2 separate regions of the Mus musculus genome follow, and region 1 is linked to region 2. The links are chromatin contacts, called in public Hi-C maps. All regions are on one chromosome and are shown on one strand. The core of a region is the stretch at or near the end of the contact, and the rest is flanking DNA. Distances in the headings are between cores, read along the strand shown. Region 1 overlaps Col5a2 (collagen, type V, alpha 2). Region 2 overlaps Col3a1 (collagen, type III, alpha 1).

What was found. A called contact is a pair of places that touch in the nucleus more often than the background predicts.
Region 1: a contact with region 2 is called in a Hi-C map of uterus, with 3 times the contacts expected there. The contact joins two enhancer-like sites. A contact is called at or near these places in 2 of 484 Hi-C or Micro-C datasets (muscle stem cells and uterus), 1 of 115 datasets of contacts at active chromatin or transcription factors (fibro-adipogenic progenitors) and 2 of 9 other capture datasets (adipose tissue and liver).

What each region holds. Positions count from the first base shown.
Region 1 is chr1:45,378,480-45,383,366 of GRCm38.p6, reverse strand. It overlaps Col5a2 (collagen, type V, alpha 2), which reads left to right. Exons shown (of 54, transcript NM_007737.2): 49 at 147-200; 50 at 1,144-1,251; 51 at 3,076-3,367; 52 at 4,873-4,887. Among named protein-coding and RNA genes, the nearest start is that of Col3a1, 69 kb to the right of the region's middle. Within about 2 kb of position 2,941, at least 10 of the 459 cell types and tissues checked have an H3K27ac peak or open chromatin away from gene starts, as enhancers often do. A contact at or near this core is called in uterus, where this site is marked.
Region 2 is chr1:45,314,080-45,318,369 of GRCm38.p6, reverse strand. The region is part of intron 1 of Col3a1 (collagen, type III, alpha 1); the gene reads right to left. Among named protein-coding and RNA genes, the nearest start is that of Col3a1, 4.7 kb to the right of the region's middle. Within about 2 kb of position 2,024, at least 44 of the 459 cell types and tissues checked have an H3K27ac peak or open chromatin away from gene starts, as enhancers often do. A contact at or near this core is called in uterus, where this site is marked.

The sequences.
Region 1 (4,887 bases), core at 1,692-4,191, 64 kb before region 2:
TGTCTTTGGTCTTAGTCAGATGTTAAAGAAATCAATGGTTTTGTTTATAGTGCTAGTATTAGTGACATCATGCTTTTAAAGATAAAAGTACAGCACAATACAGATTTAGATGTTTTAGCAACACTTTCATTAATCTTCCTCTGTAGGGTCCAAATGGTGAACAAGGAAGTGCTGGCATTCCTGGTCCTTTCGGTCCAAGAGTAAGTAACAGAAACTATTAAGTTTCAGATGTGCATGACATACTGTTCCTTGAGTACAATATTTCTGGTATTTCATATTTATTCGTTCATGTTCTCTCAGTTTGGCAGAAAATTTATGAGTCAAACTTAGCAAGTAATATGAAATAGAAATATCCTGATGTATGGCATATTTTGTTTCTCAAAGTCTATTACCTAGGTTTTATATGTGCTTCTATTCAATTTCATATTTGTGGTTTAATTTTCACTAAACATAAATTCTTTGAGGTTATTGGAACTGCTTATGAAGTAGAATAGATTTTGAAAGATAGACATTTATTTCTTTAATTGTGATAAAGCCATAGAAGCTTATTCAAAGATAATTTGGAAACAAATCATAGTAGAGAACCAATACTTGAGGCTTTTAGAAATTGTAAATTCATATAAATGCTGCTTCTTATAAATCATTGGTGTCCTAAGACTATTCAGAAAAATATTTAGAAAAATAAAAAGTGAGAAAGATTAGTTACAAATCTGCTATATTTAAGTACAATGTAAATATACATAAAGTGAGAATAATATTAAGGAAAGTGCTATGATTTGATGAGGTTAAGTGATATATAAGTACTGGTTTCAACCATAATAAACACTCAACTTACATCATTTCCTTTTAAATCAATTGAATTTTCAACCAGGTTAACTATTTGATGAAACAGTTGCTACTAATGAAAGTTGGTGACCAGCCTGTTAGCATTTTAAAGTTATTTTGGTCCTTCACCCAGAATTAGTGATGGACAGTTCACACACAGTGAAATTGTAAATATAACAGAATGCTGAAAGATGACTTATTAGTTATTAAGACTAGAATCTTAGCAATCAGGGTAATTACTCCATCTCTATAATGGTTCTTTTGTTAGAAAGAAATTTTGCAGTCTTTCTTCTAAAATACATTTTTGTGTTCTGACAGGGTCCTCCAGGACCAGTAGGTCCTTCAGGAAAGGAAGGAAACCCTGGGCCACTTGGACCAATTGGACCTCCTGGTGTGCGGGGCAGTGTAGGAGAAGCAGGACCAGAGGTAAGGTCAAAAGAGTTTGCATGGAAGATGCTGTTGCCAAAATGGAGTCAATCCAATGGCAACTGTGGAACCTTGCCAACAAGAGTTTCAAGAGACTCTTAAGCCTAGAAACCACAACAAGGTTATCTACTTAAGTAATTATTTCAAGTCTTTTAATACATGGTATTCAGAGCATATAAAAATAAGAGTTCAAGATACCAAGCCCTTGAACCTATATTATATCGAGGTTAAATATCAAACTATAATTCCATTCTTATCAAAGTTTGACAAACATTGCATTGTGTGAAATTACAATAATCTTAGTTTGCTTTCCTGTTAAAAACTCTGACAAAATCAAGTTAAGAAAGGGTTTATTTACATCATAGTTCATGATACAGTCCTGCATGGCAGGGATGTCAAGGCAGCAGGAGCTTGAAACAAAATGAAGCATATGAGTTTGAAATTTTTCTTCCCCAAAGATGACATTTAAGATTTTAATTTTCAGTGTTCAATTAAAAATCTAATTGTATTTAGTATAATTTCAAACACTAAACCATGTTAGTTAGTCTCTGTCCTCAGACATTCGGCGTCTATCTACACACAGACCCACTCTGTACATTTAAAGGTTGTCTGATGCTTCTTTGATCTTATTTATCTGACCTTACTGTCTTAATCTTTGTTCCTACAGTGACAGTGCCATTGAATAGTTGAATGTTTATTATTTATTACGTGGCTATAGAGGCTCATTCTTCTTATAGTCAAGAAAGTTTCACAGTTTTAGAACTTCTATTTGACTTGGGTGGTAATTGATTTACTTTCTTATGGCTCAGTGCTCTTCCTCTCAGATTACTGTAGGATGTGTGAAATTCGGAGGATCTCCCAGAAAAATCAATTTTCTATCTATCCATCTATCTATCATCTGTCTTTCTCCCTGAAATCAGTGTTTTGAGGATAAGAAAGCACAGAGGTTGAAACGCCTTCCCTGAAGCCTCAGTTGAGTTGCAGAGCTAATATTATTAACATATCAGCCTCTGACACCAAGGGCTTTGCATTTTACCTGAACTGTGTCTCTTTAGTTGTTACTTGGCTTCTTTGAGACTCTTGAGAGCTTCCTCTGGAAATGCAGAGGAATTAATGGAGAGCACTCAGCTTGTAATCTTTTCCACTTTTTGGGGGTTTGATTTGAGTGGTCACATTTCATCAGTTCTCCCCTGAAAACAGAAGAACAGGATACACTTTTAAGGCTATGAAAAGGATAATGAAAAACTTTCTTTGAATTTGTTCAGTACAGAGAATTTTTACATTTGTCAAAATTCACATACATACAAAAAACTTCCTATTTTTTTTTCTTGATTTGGACAAACCAACAAGTTCACTAACGGGAGTCTTGCGTTCATTACCCTAATATTTGCATGCAGACATACAGAAACAGCTCTCACACACTAGCATCCTTTTTCTGCCTTCTGCCCATAGCTCTGGTAAAGAATTCTAGTTGTATCTTGCTCAAAATTGTTTTGAAAAGAATGTAACTCTGAAAGTTCTTCACATGAAATACATCATATCTTCAAAGAAGACATCAAAGCAAAGAGTTTGGCTTTAAGCTTTGTTTATCTCAGAGCCTGTCTGGTAGATACTTTCCCTGAAAAGCGGTTCAACATCACTCCTCATTTTGCAATGTTATCACTTGACAGGCTAGCCCTGCCTGTTTAAGAAGTATGAATCACACTTCTTCAGGATCGACTTATTCTTGTGCCAAGTTGTAAATGTCCCCACACAGCATAGTAAGCAATTTCGTAAAACAAAACAAAATGCTATTAAATGTCTTTCCAATTTCTCCTTAATTAGGGTCCTCCTGGTGAACCTGGGCCTCCTGGCCCTCCAGGTCCCCCTGGCCATCTTACTGCTGCTCTTGGTGATATCATGGGACACTATGATGAGAACATGCCAGATCCACTTCCAGAGTTTACGGAAGACCAGGCAGCTCCAGATGACACAAACAAAACAGACCCTGGGATCCATGTTACCCTGAAGTCTCTCAGTAGTCAGATTGAAACCATGCGTAGCCCTGATGGTTCCAAGAAACACCCAGCCCGCACTTGTGATGATTTAAAGCTTTGCCATCCCACAAAGCAGAGCGGTGAGTAGACAGGGGCCTGTTTGAGTAAAACATATTGATTGTGTTGAGTTATTCTCAACTGCTTCCCAAAATGTATTTTTAACTTTATAGTTAATGATAGAAACAAAGATAAATTGTTGAGCATGCTCTAGAGCTTATAGTTTTGTGGTTGTGACAATTAATTGAAAAGATGATAGATAGCATATATAATAAAGGCCACATCATATCAAAAAAACAATTTTGAGGAAATAGTTCAGACACACACACACACACACACACACACACACACACTACTTGCTCATGCATAATTAAAAATACTTTCTTACCTACATTATCATTCAGAATTTTAATTAGGTAAATCATTGAGAGGCCAGTAAAGGACATGTTTCCCTAACTGATTTGCATATTGAATCAATTTATTGCACTTTAATGACCTGCCAATCAATCCTTTGCTATACTGCCTGGCAGGATCAAGTATAGTGATCTTTTATGGCAGTTTGGAATGAAATAGTGTCTCTACCTAAGTTGTATGACAGTGTTCTTAGTTTGCCTTCTTCAGTAATATTAAATTATTTAATTAGACCCAGAAAAGGGGGATCTAAGATCATTTGAATGAGTTTGGAAATACCAGGGTTTCAGTTAACTTTAAACTTTAACATCAACAGAGACAACTAAGAATGTTCTATCTAAAGAATATACACTTTTTGTACTATTTATGTCTCACAACTTCCCTCCCATTTTATATAAAATTTTATTTTTGCAGTTTATGTATAATAATACATGTATATGTATAGACCTATAGAAACAAATGTGAATAAATACACTTGATGTATATTTATACAATTATAGATCAAACATAAAAGGCAAAATCTTGGTTTAAAAATCACTTGGATGTTTTGAGTCTTAAGTTCATGATTTGGAAAAGTGCTTTTGAAAAGAAGTTAGCATGAAGAAGACCCCTAGTGCTTAATAGTTACATTTCATATATATAGATGAATATTTCATATATATATATGTGTGTGTGTGTGTGTGTGTCTATGTGTCTACTTGCATGTATATTTATGTGTCATATGTGTGTGGCTGCATGTGAACAGCAGGTTGACATGAGATGTCTTCTTTAATTACTGTACATCTTATATGGTAAGATGGGGTTTTTAGCTGAGTCTACACTTCATCTTTTTAGCTAGTCTAGCTAATTGGCTCACTGTAGGGATCTCCTGTTTCCATTGTTCCACATGCTGGGATTGCAGGGGGGCCACAATACCCACCTAGCCTTTGTATAGGATATGTGTGTGTGTGTGTGTGTGTGTGTGTGTGTGTGTGTGTGTGTGTGTGTGTGTCTGTTTGAGTATCCTAACTCAAGTCCTCATGCTTATGTGGAAACATTTCACTTGCTGAGCCTTCTTCCCAGTCTCTTACTAATTATAGTTTGAATAAAGGATGAAATCTCTACTGATTATTTTAGAGACTCACAATCATATTTGAGATAATCTTCATTTAGCACATATTTCTATCTTGGAAAATAGGTGAATATTGGATTG
Region 2 (4,290 bases), core at 775-3,274:
ATGATATATGTACCTCATGACTCCAGCTTCAGTATCTAACTTGGGAAGTTATTGTAAAGCAGGGAAAGAGGACATTTCCTGGAATGCTCTATGCTTTGCAGCATTTAAAGATAGGATAACACCTGCCATGCGGGACTAAGTTACCTCACAGTGTCCCTTTCACTTATTAGGGTGCTGTGTTCACAGAAACTTTGATAAAGAGGAAGCTGAATACTTTTGTAAGAAATATTAAATAAATACAATTGCATTTTCAATTCTGGACAACGTAATAAAGTAAGATGCTCAAAGCTGACCTTGGGACCTCTGCAAGTGCAGGACGCACTCTGCACTCCTGAGCCACCTTTCTAGCATCAGCACAGAGATGCTGAAGAGACAGTCTTTTGAAATAGAAATGAAGTGCATTTTTAAGTGTTGTTTTACATGGCTAGGTAGATTCTGGTTATTCTACTTTCCACCAAGAAAACTAAATGAATGATGCTTAGGTGTTTCTTTGTTTTATTCTGTATAGGCACATGCTTTTTATGTCCCTAAACTTTTCCTACAACTTGATTGATATTTATTTTGCCAAAATAAAAATAGATAAATGGAAAAGTAAAGTATGTATAATCATCGAAATACATCTATAATGGATCCTACCAAATTATGAAAATATTTAATATATTTAATTTACTGTGTAGCAACTTTAGTTTTATACTTTGAGAATGCAGATGTTCATGTAATCTTTCCTATCATTACATGATACTTTAATTCTTTTCACGGTGTCATGGTAGTTGACAGTACTTGGCAAACGAATGATAGATCAAGCCTCTGTTCTAGGTACTACTCTTGAGTGGCTGACATCTTTTTCTTTTCTTTCAAATTATAGATGCCACCAGGCTAGCCTTGAAACCACAGTCCTTGCTCCAAGGTTTCAGATTGCTGGGAACATAGGTGCAGACGGCTAGCAATGCAGGTATGCATCACTAATATCAAACTGCTCGAAATGCCGTTGTGTATCACTGCATTCGACTGCTGGGAATGCAGGTGTTCATCACTATACCTGATGGTTTATATCAATTTTATGATCTCCTTCCTGCATGTTTTGAGCTGAATGCTGTCACAATCCTGAATGCACACAAAGAATCTGGGTCAAACTGAGTAATTATCCAGGTAAAATACTTAAAGGAATTCAGATTTGAATCTAGTATGCTTTTCTAAAATCTGATACTCCTAACTCCATTATGTTTTTACTGCTTTCAAGGATACTATAGAATGAAAGAGACCTGTTTCAGTGCCCTGTCCCAGATGGTTTGTGAACTCTGTACCCTCTCGAGTATGCAGACAGATTTTTTTTTTTTTAAGGAATAACAGTGATCTCCAAAATGTCTTTTTTTTCTCTAATCTTAAAATGGGAAGATACCATCTGGAGTGGAATCCTACTGTTTATTTCTCTTGACCTTATGAAAAAGGCTTGTATTTCCAAGGCCACCCTGATGGGATCCAGACCACCAGCAAGATGAATGTGTGACTTGGAAGCCAGGCACTAAGACTGACAAAAACAAACATAAACATTCTTCATCAGATACATAGATGTATTTAGGATGGCTAAGGCACTACTATTCAAAAACTATAGTTTTTGCTTGATTTGCATTTGTTAACTTCTAACTTGAGCACAAGTCTCCTTTGAATGCTACTTGGGCACTATAAATTCTGTGCAACATCATAAAGTGTTTCTGTGAGAAACATAGCTTGTTGGCCTCTACAATAACAAACATAAGAACAAAAAATGTCTCACAACTATGTTAACTGAGAAAGTCATCCTTCAATGCTAATTATCAAAGCTAATTTAACTATTAATAAGTTTTGGATTAGTTGTGGCAATTTCTTCTTTGGGGCAATTTTAGTATTTCTTCCATTTGAACTTTCCGTTTTGTTCATTGAGATTACATTTGAAATGGCAGGGCTTGACCTCAGCCATGGAAAAAGCAAGGCTTTGATTAGTTAATCTGAAAGGAATCCACTTGGGCTATGTTTTTGTTAGGCACAGACAGAACTTCTAGTGGTTAATGTAACTCTCCAAAGTGCAGCTAACAAACGACTGCTGTGCAGAGCTAGCTCAGAGTTTCCACTGCTTTCCTGACAGGCAAAGTTTCCTCCTTTAAAACTTTTGGATTAAAAAAAAAAACAATGTGGATTTTTTTTTTTCCTAAGCATGGAAAATAATGACACTAAGCTTTTAGCTCTAAGAAACAGAACGAAACATTTTATGAGAATTAGCTCACACACATTGCCAGAAAGTCACAGTGTACCCGAAGCTTTAGTGTCTGCCAGGTCCAGCAAAGGCAAGCTCATCTTTGATCTTCCCGGCTCTGACTTACAAGCAATCACTTTAATGGCTTCAAGGTGGCGTTATCAGTTATTGCCTGTCACAAAGTACACATAGGAACCCGGCACTAGGGACAGTCATCCTCAGTGGTCACCACAGAGCTTCAGTGGTTGGCAGTCTTTTCTGAGTTACCACTCCAGGCCTGGTCTGAGCCTGTAGATATGAAACAGGCCTTTCTAATGAGGCCTTGCTTTCTTTTAGCATCTCCTATAGTTCTGGACAAATCTTTTAAAAAAGAAATCCAAAGGCAAGTCACCGAAGAATCTGCACTCATTAATGGGCCTTTCCTCTCCACTTCTCCCTCCCAGCATGGTTTCCGAAGACTTGCTCTCTTCTACAATGCTTGACTGGTCCATCCTAGATCTAAATGTGATGCAGGGTCTGTTATAGGCCCTTTACCCATCATTCTGAGTACTGTTGAGATGCTGAGGAAATAAAAGGGGGTTATGAATAGAAACAACAAAATCTTGTATTGGTAATACTTTATTTACTTACAATGTACATTTTTACAGAAAGAATGATAATTTCTGGTTAAGTCATTAGCTCCTGAGCCTTTTGCTTAATAAACCAGATTAATTTGTTAAAAATTGAGTAAGGAATAGAAAAAAGGACTACCATTAAAAAAAAACTTTATAAATAAATTTTCAAAAATGGTATGGAACTTGGAATCTCTATTATTTACAAATACTTACAAAAGTAAAAAAAGGCAGATGTTCAAGGTTTATGCTTTTGTTCTCAAATCATGTAGTATTTCATTAAATTTTAGTTTCAGTACTAAACTATTCATCCATTCCTGTTTTTAAGCTTTACAAACACACTGTAGGTTACATGACTGATATTTAAATATGTACATAATTGTGTATTTTCTTCTGTTAGAAGTAAGGTTACTACCGTGACTTTGTAATACATTTTATTCCATTGGTTCTATGTGATTAGTAATTCGGACAACACAAACAAGAGAAAATGTAAATGTTAATCTTAGCTATAATTTTCCTTTTTAAACATAATGAGAAATAAACTAAAAAATATGAAACAAGAGTTCATTCTCTCAGTCCATTTACAGTTTTGAAATCACAAATCAGTTCATGGTTCACAGTTAATTTTTGTGATATTATCAACATAGCAAAATGTAGAAGCTTAAACTTTAGAAGACATTTAGTTTTTTGTCCCTGTCCTAAGGAAGCAATATTACTAACATCTATTTATGGACCTATAGTCAGCAGAATGCAAATATTAAGCAAGGATGATATTAGCCAATGAGTAGGAAAAATACATTTAAAAAATGATGCAATGAATTTAGATAAGTTTCTATCTTTTCTTTGACAGTATTGGAGATTGAGGCTAGGGCGTCATATGCTCTGGAAAAGCTCTCTACCACTGACCTGCATCTCCAGACTTCTATAAACTTTTCATTTTGAGACAAGAGTCTCACTCTCATTCAGACACTCACATTGAACTCAGGAAGACTTTGGACTTGTATTCATCTACACTCAGCCTCCCAAGTAGCTGGGAATGAAGGTCTGTGTCACCATGCCTGGCTGGAAACTGTCTATTATTTTGACATTCATTTCCAAAAGTCTCACAATATATTACCAGTTTGTTTGTGTATTCTTATGTCTGGTAACATTTCATTATCTAATTATTTTACTTATAAAAGGAATGTTTAGTTTTTAAAACTCTCTCTCTCTCTCTCTCTGTCTCCCCCCCCCCCACGGACACGCGTGCGCGCACGCACGCACACACACACACACACACACACACACACACACACACACACACACACACACACACACACATATGAGGATCCTGTGGTGCAAGAGTCATGTTGGCGATGGTTATGGAAATGGTGTCTTTGTTAGCCACTAGGTGGCATGGTTTAGCACTTAAAAATCCAGCATGCTTAAAAACCACAGGAAATATAAAAC